2 separate regions of the Danio rerio genome follow, and region 1 is linked to region 2. A link is a contact called in public Hi-C data. All regions are on one chromosome and are shown on one strand. Each heading gives the region's core, a stretch centred on a gene start, on an enhancer-like site or on the middle of the called end of the contact. The rest is flanking DNA. Distances are from core to core; before and after follow the strand shown.

Region 1 (5,910 bases), core at 1,588-4,087, 280 kb after region 2:
TATGCTTTATATCCACATTATTATGTGTTTGATTTTTTTACTCTAGCTAGCAATTATTGATGCAAGAAAAGAAGGAGAATTTACAACTTTAAATAAAAGACTTCCGCAATGGATGGATGGATGGATGGATGGATGGATGGATGAATGGATAAATGGATGAATGAAAGAAAGAAAGAAAGAAAGAAAAAAAGAAAGAAAGAAAGAAAGAAAGAAAGAAAGAAAGAAAGAAAGAAAGAAAGAAAGAAAGAAAGAAAGAAAGAAAGAAAGAAAGAAAGAAAGAAAGAAAGAAAAGGCGGCTGGCTGCAATTTTTTTCCTTTTTTAAAAGTCTTTGTAACATCATCATGGTATTTTCTTTTATTACTTCAGCAAATAGGATTGTAAAACAATTCTCGCGATCACTGAATTCTAGGTTTACCAAACTTTGACAACTTCTGCTACTGAGAAACCTGATAATGTGGAAAGAAGTCCTCAAGCCCTGATTATGTGCCTGTTTAACTGAGCTTTGTTGCAGTTTTGTGATGCAAGCTCACGTTGTACAATAAAAGCAATTCTAGTTTGTAGACATTTTGTAGTCAGTTACAATTTAGTTACTTTTTAAATAGGTCAAACAAAATGAACAATAATTCGCACAGGGTACATTGATATTATGATATTAATTTGATTTTAAAAAATGCTCAATCGATTGAGTACATCTAATTTCATAGCAGTTTTGCAAAAGATAAATGCTCACCAGTGTTTTGGTGTAACTTGACTCAAGCTGATCACCTCATCCAAGATCTCATTTTTGGCCTTCTCGTAGAGCTCGTTCTATGAATTAGGAACATGGTATGACAGTTAGAAAACATATACTTCAGCTTTGGTTTTACCACACATGATTATTATTACATTGTTGCATGATTATTACATGATTTAAGTGCTTTTTTGGGGCGAGGAACCGCACTAATGATGCACCAATTACTTTCGACAATTTTAAATTAGAATACTAAACTAAAATTCAGCAAAGTGTGCAAGACTTAAAAATGTAGTTTAGTTTAGTTCAACCCGCTGATTTCTTACCCTGTCCAGCTCTCGTAAGCGAGGATAGTTGTTCTTCCACTCAGTCTCCAGGTTAAATCGAGAAGCTGCACAGCAAAGAAAATCTGGGTCAGTTTAGATTATTTTAGGTTATACCCAAGTAACGCAGCTAGTTACTTTTTTGGAGAGTAACCCAATGTCGTAATTTATTACTTTTAAAAGTAACTTTCCCTAACACTGATCAGGGGGGCATTTCCGAAAACCATCGTTAGCAAACTGAGGTCGCAAGTTCCGTTGTTACATACAATTAGCTAATTAAGTGTTTCCCAAATCCATCGTTCCAACAAACATTTGCAAACTGTTTGAACTACACCTCTAGAGCTGTAGTTAGAGAAATAGTTCCCAGTTGTGTTCAGTTTGCAGTTATCCCCTCTATGCTCTATTCCTTTCAAATGTTTAGGACAAAAAATAACGAACACGTTGCTTTAAATTTTCATTAAAATGTATATACTGCACGTATTGCTCTGGAGTCAGGAAGTTGTCAGAATCTAACGTTATCCTTAATTATATTTTTTAAGTGCTTTTTTTTAAAGGTAAATGAAAGTCAAACAGTGTGTTGTTAACTGCAAAACTCCCATTAAAATACATAGGAAAAGACCCTAAAAGTTCTGAAAGAGATCAAGTCTCAAGCCGGGTAAGAAAAAAATGCAAAAGTAACTCAATAGTACTGCATTACTTACCATAAAATGTAAATAAGTAATGCAGATAGTTACTTTTTTGGAGAGTAACTCAATATCGTAATTTATTAATTCAAAAAATAACCAACACCCCAACACTGATCAGGGGTGTGTTTCAGAAAACTATCATTAGCCAACTAAAGTCGCAAGTTCCGATGTTACAAACAATTAATTAATTTTGTGTTTCCCGAATCCATCATTCTAAACATTCGCAAACTGCGTCGCTACTTGTGCATTTGAACTAAACCTCTAGAGCTGTAGTTAGAAGCATAGTTCCAGGTTGTGTTCTATTTGCAGTTATTCCCCTATAACCTATTCCTTTCAAATGTTTAAAACAAAAAGTAGCAAACACTTTGCTTTAAACTTTCAATAAACTGTATATACCGCATGTATAGCTCTGGAATCAGAAAGTTCACAGAATCTAACGTTAACCTAATTTATAATTTTTAAAATGTTTTTTAAAGGTAAATGTGTGTTGTTAATTGCAGAGCTGCTATTAAAAAAAGGAAAAAATCCCAAAAGATCTCCTAAAAGAAACTTAGTAACACAACATTTTTTTTTTTTTAGAGTAACTTAATATAGTAATTTTTTCTTTCAAAAGTAACTTTCCCCAACAGTGATCAGGGGTCCGTTTCTGAAAACCATCGTTAGCCAACTAACGTGACTCGAACAACGGATCTGCAATAGAGCAATTACAGTTTTGGGAAACACTCGTCACAACATCAATCTTTTCCCAAATGATGCATCTTACTATTGTAGATCAGCCACGATTTACGCTGTTGTTTGGGAAACGCATCCCAGAACAGATGAATGTTAAACAACGAATACTTGAATAAACCAATTAATTAAGTTCACTTAGTCTCCAAAAACAATAAAGCAAACTTTTGACCAAAACAAACTTTCCAATGACAACAGCCCTATTCCTCAGACGCTTCTTCCCATCTCCCTCTGTACACAGACCCAACCACCAGATAGACTGTGCCGCAGCCGTGATCAATGCATCTGGAGCCAAGCGTGCACTGTATCAGCAACCCCACGTCCCCAAGGGGCCTCATGTCCCCAGCACACACTCGGGCCGGCCGTCTCGCTCACACAATGGAGATGACGCTAATTGCTCTGGTTATCGGGCCGGCCCCAGTGCAGCTGTAGAGATCGATAGCCCACACAAAGGTTTGAGGAGCGTCCCGGGTCAGGCAATAAATCTCCAGGCAGAGCGTTAGCAGCGGTGGCCTGTTAATTGGCAGCGCGGAGGCCTAAAACGTGCCTGCAGCAGAAAGTCTGATGCCGGGGTGAGGTGTGACGAAAATCAGCGCGCGCAGGACTGGGGAACAGGCTCTGGGTTTCAGAGTTAAGTGGCTGTCGAGCTGTTTGGTTTGGATTCTATTAGGGTTTATTTACTGGGTCTCATGAGAGCTGATGTGGACAACGCTTCTCAAAATGCCCTTGAAAATCAGCATCTTATTAAGGACTAAAAATAGAAATGGTAAAACAAAAAGCAAGACAATGTTCCTATGTTCCTTTATTATTTCAATGTTTACAAACACTAGATTTTAGCACTAACGCAGTAGTTTTTAACTATTATGGTTGTACAGTCCAGACAATAACTACAGAACTCAGATATGTTTTGAGTTATTTGAAACTTATGGACGTTTTACTAACTATGGTGATGTTTCCATAGTTTTTAAATTTGTGATTTGAGTAAAATTTATTTATATTTGAATTATGAAAATAATATACACGTAAGCATATCATACACACATACATATCACTCACTATTCATTTTGTGCTATAGCACTAACGCAGTAGTTTTCAACCATTTTGACTGAAAAGCCATGACAATAATTACACAACTCGTATTCATTTCTTAGTTATTTGGGATTTATGAATTTTTTACAAACAGTGGTGATGCTTCTATAGTTTTTAACATTATGATTGCAGTTAAATGTATTTAGATTTGTATTATGAAATAATACATGCACATACAGTTGAATTCAGAATTATTAGCCCCCCTTTGAATTTTTTTTTTTTCCAAATGATGTCATATCATAGTATGATAATTTTCATAGTATGTCTGATAATATTTTTTCTTCTAGAGAACGTTTTATTTGTTACATTTTGACTAGAATATAAGCAGTTTTTAATTTTTTTTAAAACCATTTCAAGGTCAAAATTATTAGCACTTTTAAGTTGTATCTTTTTCCTGATAGTCTACAAAACAAACCATTGTAATACAATAACTTGTCTAATTACCCTAACCTGCCTAGTTAACCTAGTTAAGCCTTTAAATGTCAGTTTAAGCTGTATAGAAGTTGTATAGAAAATATCATGGCAAAGATAAAAGTAATCAGTTATTAGAAATGAGTTATTAAAACATTTATGTTGAGAAATGTGTTGAAAAAAATTTTCTCTCCGCTAAACAGAAATTGGGGAAAAAAAACAAACGGGGGGGGGGTTGGCTAATAATTTAGACTTCAACAGTACATATCACATGCACACACATATGATACACTATATTTCTGTGCTTTATACTTTAAACTCGCAGCCACTTTTGCTCCCATATAACATGACGGCAGCGCAATCCAATCCACAGCACAATCCAAGCAGAAGTTGCATTAACATCACATTTCTCTGGTGGAAAAACAGCACTATATGCAACCATACTGCGTGTTTTGCATTAGACAGAAATAAATCAAAACAGCGGTCAGAAACACTTACTCTAATTTCAACACCTGTGCTGTGAAGTAGGGCTGCACAATATATTGTTAAAGCATCGATATCGCAAAGTGTGCAACCACAAAAGTAACATCACAGGATATGCAACATCGAGTCAGAATTATAGTTAAGCTACAGAACAGGTGATTTGTAGAGTCACTAATATGTTTAACCATTATCTGCTTGTTAAGTGTGACGTCATGCAAAGCGGCTTCCGGGTCCAAGCGCTCTGTTCAACTGAATGGGGAGACTCATGAAATGGTAATAATACACGTTTTTAAAGCAATTTAATACTTTCGAAAATCACAATCGCAATATATATGTCCATGCCTAATATCCAATGGCCAGAAAGTGATTCATTTTTTTATAAATTGTTAAAATTTTGGTATTTGTGATGCAGCAAGCCCAGAGATTGTTGTGTACACTATGACTTCATCTTAAATTAATTTTAATGTGTGATATGAATAAAAAGTGATGATAAACGAATGATTTCTCAACTCAAATGAGTGACTGCTTGGACCCAGAAACAGTATTACATACGTCACCAACACGTCACCACTTAACAAGCGGATAGAGTAAAAGTTTATAATGTGTTTTTAAGAGAGTTCAAAGCATTTGGACACAATAAATTATGATGTTTGGAGTTGCAACAAAGATTAATTGTATTTAACTATTTATTTGAAATGTTTTTATTTATTTATTTAGAATTTTTGGCGTTTCAAGTACCAAAATCTACATTTCAAAGCAAACATAAGATTATATTATGTACACTATTGGCAGATAAAGTTGTTTGTTTTAGGGAAAAAACTAAGAATTTTTAGATATTTGGACAAAGCAAAGTAAGAAAAGCATTTTTGGGCATTGTGATTTTTCAATTTCTGTACCTGAAAACAGTTAGATGCCCAAAAAAAGTGTCAAATACACCATCTTGGCAAAGTGTATTTATAGTTATTGATTATCAAAGAAAAATAAAATATCTCAAAGTTTCATTTTTCCAATATCGTCTTATGACGGTAAGAAAAATAACCATATTTCTTAGAGAATAATATGAATAATGGAAACAGGATTTTTCAGCTTTGCTCCTGACATTAAAACATTATATTGCAATTAAGCCCAAAATAATCACATTATTTGTGATAAACATAGTCAATGTTACAGGGGGATTTACATGTATAAATGTATATATAATTCTCTCAACCTTTTACCCTCTTTATTAAAAGTCATAGAAAATTCTTCAGAGCAAATATGTGTTTCTATTCACTAATATAGATGTTTAGCCAGCTGTGAAATTATTTTCTTTGCTTCTGAGAACCCCAGAAATAACAAATGGATCAATAAATTAAGGATATTTTCATCATTCTCCATCTTATCTAGTAGTCTCTGTCTTACCTTTAAAGGCATCTGCTTGTTGCTCTACTGACTCTCTGACCATTTTCCAGAAACAGT
Region 2 (5,783 bases), core at 2,572-5,071:
ACTACTTATTCTGTCAATGAACTTACCATCACCAAACATTCACATCTGCTGCGCATCTCGATTTTCACATAACGGTTGTTTAAACGCCAGTAAAGACATGTATTATTGCTAACCAAGACGGTGATTTCATTGCAGCGGTTACATTGCAATGTACGTTATTTATGTTCTTCTGGATTTTGATTAAGTGTGGTGGTGTTTGTATCTGATTTTTATATAACACATTAACATATTTATACATAGCTAGGCCTGTATATAACCTTTATTGGTGCTGTCAAATGAATTATCACAGTTAAAAAGGGTTTGTACATAGATGTATTAAAAAAAATGTGTCTAATATCGGTCCTGGAGGGCCGATTTCCTGCATATTTTAGTTCCAACCCCAATTGAACACACCTGAAACAGCTAATCAAGCTCTTTCTATGTATAAACTTTCAAGGAGGTGTGTTGAAGGAAGTTAGAGCTAAACTATGCAGGACACCGGCCCTCCAGGACCGAGTTTGAACACCCCTGCTAAAGCCTCTATTGATTAAATGTGATTGCTTTATAAACATTTTAAAGCACAAATTAAAACACCCAAAGTATATTGAAGAACACATATGATCCAAATATTGCAAAAATGTCTAAGTTGTTTTATTTTTGAGGGATAATTCACCCCAAAATGAACATTTGCTTCCTCAAGTGGTTTTAAACCTTTGAGTTTCTTTCTTCTATTGAACACTAAAGAAGATATTTTGAAGAAAACTGAAAACCTGTAAAAATTGACCATTGATTTGTAGGAAAAACAAATATGGAATTCACTGGTTACAGGATTCCAGCATTTTTCAATATATTTTCTTTTGTGTTTAGCAGAATAAAATAAAATATAATAAAGGTTTGAAACGAGAAAAGGATGAGTACATAATGACAGAATTTTAAACTATTACTTTACTCAGCTACAGTGGTTGCTCGATGTCTTATACTGTGATTCATATGTGAAGAATATACATGAGGGTGCTTCCAGTCTGAATTAAGTAGTATATGAACAGTATCTCTTTTGTATGCCTCCCTGTTTATACAGTGCATATGCGTCAATGATATCGTCATTGCAATGCATATCCGAAAAAAAAAAATAATAATAAATGTGTAATACAGTTTAAATCACCCATCCCTACAATATTTAAATTATGGTTACCCAGGAGACAAACGGATGGCTTTATGGCTTTACAGAAATGGTGCTGGTAATAGACATGCACTGAAGTTAAGTAGTGGTTCATTCCCTGGCTTTCACTCAGATGTTTATGTTCTGCTGGCTGATGAGCCATGTGGGCATGAGGTTTGGAACTCCCCGGTGCTAAAGCGCGATGTCAAGATAAGAAGGTGAAGGAGAGATCTGGCTTAAAGCATGACTGAATGTTTGACATACTCTGTCTTCAGGCATCCAGTCCCGTGATGAAACGGCATACATGTGCAGTGCACACACAGAGATGACCCTTTCACACATTAAACAAAACTGCTGGAGCAAAACACAGCAGTAGATTGTCCTGTTCATTGTCAGTGGTGTTGGGGAAGGTACTTTGTAGCTTGTTAAGCCATGAGCTATAATGTTAAGTTTTTTTTTTCTCTTTTTTAGGCTGCATTACAGAAACATTAAAAGTGTCAATAAAATTGCTACCAGGTTTTTAAAAAACTTGTGATTGACTGGATGTTTTTGGATTGTTCAATTTGTGTGTTTGTTAAATGATATTTACTAAATTAAACTGCTGTTAGTTGTGCTCTTCAAAAAATCAAACCAGGGTTACTTTTAAATACATTTTACTTGACTTATTTTACTAAAAAGCTATTAATTACTTTACTTTAAAAAGTCAGTAATCCGTTGCCCTAAAAGTGAACAGTTGACAAAAATAAAAAAAGTAAATTTGTAGCTTGAAACTATTGAGTTGAAACTATTGAAACTACAGTAGTTGACTATTAAGTTGACTATTAAGTCTAAATATGGGATAGTTCACTCAAAAATTTATTTATTCACTATTTACTTACCCTCAAGTTGTTCCAAACATTTTTCTTTGTCTTTGTTTCTTTCATCTGTTGAAAAAAAGCAAAAAAAAAAAAAAAAAACTCAAAAACATTTTTTAAGAAAGCTAGAACTTCCATATAGGAAAAACAGATACTATGGAAGTCAATTTTTACAGGTTTCCCAACGCTATCTAATGGAAATTCGTAACTTTTTGATTTAGAGGCTAATTCATTAAAATCTTATTTGTAAAATTTAGTATGTTTTGCTTATCCCCTAATAAATCCCCTATGGATTCAGGGGTGGGGTTATGTGCCAGGCCTCCTTTTAAAATATGTTACATTTTTTGTATGACTCAACTCTGTGTGATTAATCGAAATCATATCGCAATCACGTTTGAAATGTTGTGATTAGATAATCGCAAGAGGCTGCGATATAAAATATATATATTTTTTTATTTTTCCTCACCCAGAGCTAATGCGTGATTGCTGTCTGTGTGTGACCGTTTTATTAGCAAAATTGCACAACCAAACTATGTAGAACATCCACAATAAATAACAAACCAACAGGTAAGTGCGAACAAGTAGGATGATGGCATTTGCCACTTCAGAACCGTTAATAGAGGAATTAATATCAAAGAAAAACATTACATTGATATTATAAGAATATCTTGGTTTTAAAGTCACAGACACCAAACAAAAACAGGTCATTTGTAAGAACTGTCGCAGAATTGTTGCCAATTGTTGATATACACTTCCGCCTCACACATGTTTTTTTCCTATTTCATTTTACTATTATTATTTTCTAATTTATTAATTTTTACAGAAGAAAGAAACTCAAAGACATGAAACAAGCAAAGGGTGAGTAAACGTTTTAACTGACATGTTAGGGTGAACTATTTTGTTAACATTTATTCATTTTTCTTTGGCTTAGTTCTTTTTATTCATCAGGGGTCGCCACAGTGAAATAAACTGCCAACTTATCCATCATATGTTTTACACAGCAGATACCCTTCCATGTGCAACCCAGTACTGGGAGTATTTTGTTAACTTATTTTTATAATTATAGTAATAATTAATTTACTCACTTTTTCAGTCAACTAATCACTTCAAAAGCAATGGTTTTGCTTACTTTTTAAATAAAGTGAGTTACTTTATTTTAATTAAAATAAATTAAATCACTTTTTACAGTGTTTCTGGCAAAGTAATATCTATAAATATGTTATATTTTTATTTAGACTAAATGAGGTTACCAAAAAGAACTGAAAACTAAAGAAAATAACCACTGTGTCAAGAAAAAAAAAATTATTATTTGTAATTTGTAACTCGAGCAACAAACAATCTGTTTGTATGTTTTAACATTAACATTCTATGGCTCATGTCTGCATGTCTGTACATTTAAACACTCGTGCTGTCAGTTTCTTTGTTTAAAAGTTTTTGTTGATTATTACTAGGCGTGCAAATATGTACAAGGCAAAAACAACTTTTTTTCAATTGCTCTTTAATCTCTGTCATGTATCTATGCAGACACGCTGTGGTTTTGACCATGTTAAAAAGGCCAAATTAGAATACAGAATAGAATTATCCAAATTCCACTTAGTGTTAAGAGCCTGTTTCTTGATGGCGTTTCTCTAGTTGTTGTCGTCTCTTGACCAGATGCACTGATAGGGATAGGGCAGGTATAGTGAAAGCCCAGTGGGGGAGACTCTAGAAGTTGGGTGACCCTTAACCCTGGCACTCACATTATTCTTATTGGACGGAGGCCACTGAGGAAGCCGGGACTGCCTGCTGATCTCCACAATACAGCCCTTTCCCCAGGCCATGGTTGGCAGAAAGACCCCCTGGAGCTCTAGTCACCATCTAAAGGCCTTTCAGCACAGTCCGACTGGCCAGGGCCAAGTATCAGAGCGGAGGGGGCAAGCCGGAAAGCAAGAGTGGGAGAAAAAGTTTGAAAAAAAAAAAAAATACAATAACGAATGAAAGTGAAGGGAAACAATGGGCTTTAGAGTCTATCTTAACCTAGCACAACAGTGTCAACATCTGTGATTCTGCTCAAAGGATATAATCTACGCTGAAGAAAGCCTGTCTTCCTCTATGGAAAAGGATACCAATTTTTTTTGTTAATCTTATTTTTGTCATTCAGGAAAAATGTAGCCTTTCAAGAGCACTTAAACCGCACTGTGATGCACGCCACAAATTGTAGTTTTAAAGCAGAGCGCAGAATGGCAAAAGTTCACAGGCTGGTTGCGGGAAATTTATGTCCACATTTATCAAGCAAGGTGATTTGAAGTCTTTCAGGGCGCTCGCGATGCTTTTGAGGCGTCTGAGGCCTGGAAAGTGCAACACATGGTTTGTGTGATTGTAAACATGGCACATGCGAAGCCCAGACGTGTAGGAGTGAATTCTCACGGGGTGTTTTTCGGGAGGGAGGCTGTCACTGCTTCTTTCTTTCTCCTTCACTCAGACGCTTCTCTGCCTCTTTATTGCGGTACATTCCAGCCACAGGACGTGCTGCACATAAAGAGTCACTTCATGTCGCTGACGTCAACCTGAAGGGAGTCAGTGAGTGTCATGACCAGTTTGGATCCCACCCTAATTTATCAGTAACCGCCAATTGGTTCTAACACGGAGTCCGTGGAGATCCAGGTGCTTATCGTTATTTCGGCTTTGTTGTGCCATAAAGAAACTGACAGGATATGGAATGATGTGGGCAGATTGAAAGACGCTTGCATCGTACGACTGCATTTCATTTCCTTTAAATTGTTAAATGAAAGCCTTTTGAATTGATTCATAGATGCAGTTTAGCAGGGAAACAGACAGTTTGCTCTGTGATGCTTTGTGCTAATAGAGCTTTTGCATACATAATCTTTCAGTGTTTTATACAATACGTCTTGTGTGCATTTTGTAAAGTAGGAAAACAGGGAAAAGTGTAGCATGTTTATGCTTATTTGTTTCGAAAATATTTAGCTTAGCTTTGAAAGTTTAGGTTAATCATCATTGACATGTCAGCAGTCATTCATTGCCCACGTGGCATATTTGTTTTAAATAGCAATTACTGTAAATCTAGAAATCACAAATGTGATGTGTTCTTAACAGCAGTGACAATGACAATGTTGAATATGTTTCCTTTTTTTTCAGAATTTTTTTTTTTAATGATGATGTTGACTTGATTTGTACAGTTGAAACCAGAAGATTACATACATTGTATAAAAAGGCACATAACCATTTAAAAAAAAGTCAGATGTTAATGTGAATAAACTTTTTCTTTTTTAGGTAAGTTAGGATTATCAAATTTGTTTCTGCTATGGTTAATAGCAGAATAATGAGAGATATATTTTTAGTAATTGTTATAACTTTTCTTGAAAGCCAAGTTTACATACAATAAGAATATTATGCCTCTGAAAAAAGCTCAGATGATGGTGTCAAGGTTTTGGAAGTTTCTGATTGGCTAATTGACAATTGAGTTAATTGCAGGCACAACTGTAGAATAGTATTTAAGGAAAACCTCAAAAACACTGCTTCATTTTGTGACAACATGGGAAAATCAACAAGCCAGAATCCACAAAAAAAGTCAGATTACAATTTGCTAAATTACACTGGGAAAATAATAATTTTTTGACATGTCCTGTGGTCTGATGGAAATAAGATTAAACTGTTTGGCCACAATGACCAGTGTTACATTTGGAGGACAAAGGGGAAAGCTTACAAGTCTAGGAACACCATACCAACTGTGAAGTATGGGGGTGGCAGCATCATGTTGTCCGACTGTTTCCTGTAGGAGGAACTGGTCCACT

What was found. A called contact is a pair of places that touch in the nucleus more often than the background predicts.
Region 1: a contact with region 2 is called in a Hi-C map of an unstated tissue, with 3 times the contacts expected there. The contact joins two enhancer-like sites. A contact is called at or near these places in 8 of 18 Hi-C or Micro-C datasets (caudal fin, embryo, fibroblasts and 2 more).

Annotation. Positions count from the first base shown.
Region 1 is chr6:39,319,109-39,325,018 of GRCz12tu, forward strand. It overlaps opa1 (OPA1 mitochondrial dynamin like GTPase), which reads right to left. Exons shown (of 29, transcript NM_001007298.1): 17 at 5,854-5,910; 18 at 1,058-1,122; 19 at 732-808. Among named protein-coding and RNA genes, the nearest start is that of opa1, 31 kb to the right of the region's middle. Within about 2 kb of position 2,838, at least 11 of the 62 cell types and tissues checked have an H3K27ac peak or open chromatin away from gene starts, as enhancers often do.
Region 2 is chr6:39,035,055-39,040,837 of GRCz12tu, forward strand. The region is part of intron 1 of LOC137490239 (a long non-coding RNA gene); the gene reads left to right. Among named protein-coding and RNA genes, the nearest start is that of lrrc15, 20 kb to the left of the region's middle. Within about 2 kb of position 3,822, at least 20 of the 62 cell types and tissues checked have an H3K27ac peak or open chromatin away from gene starts, as enhancers often do.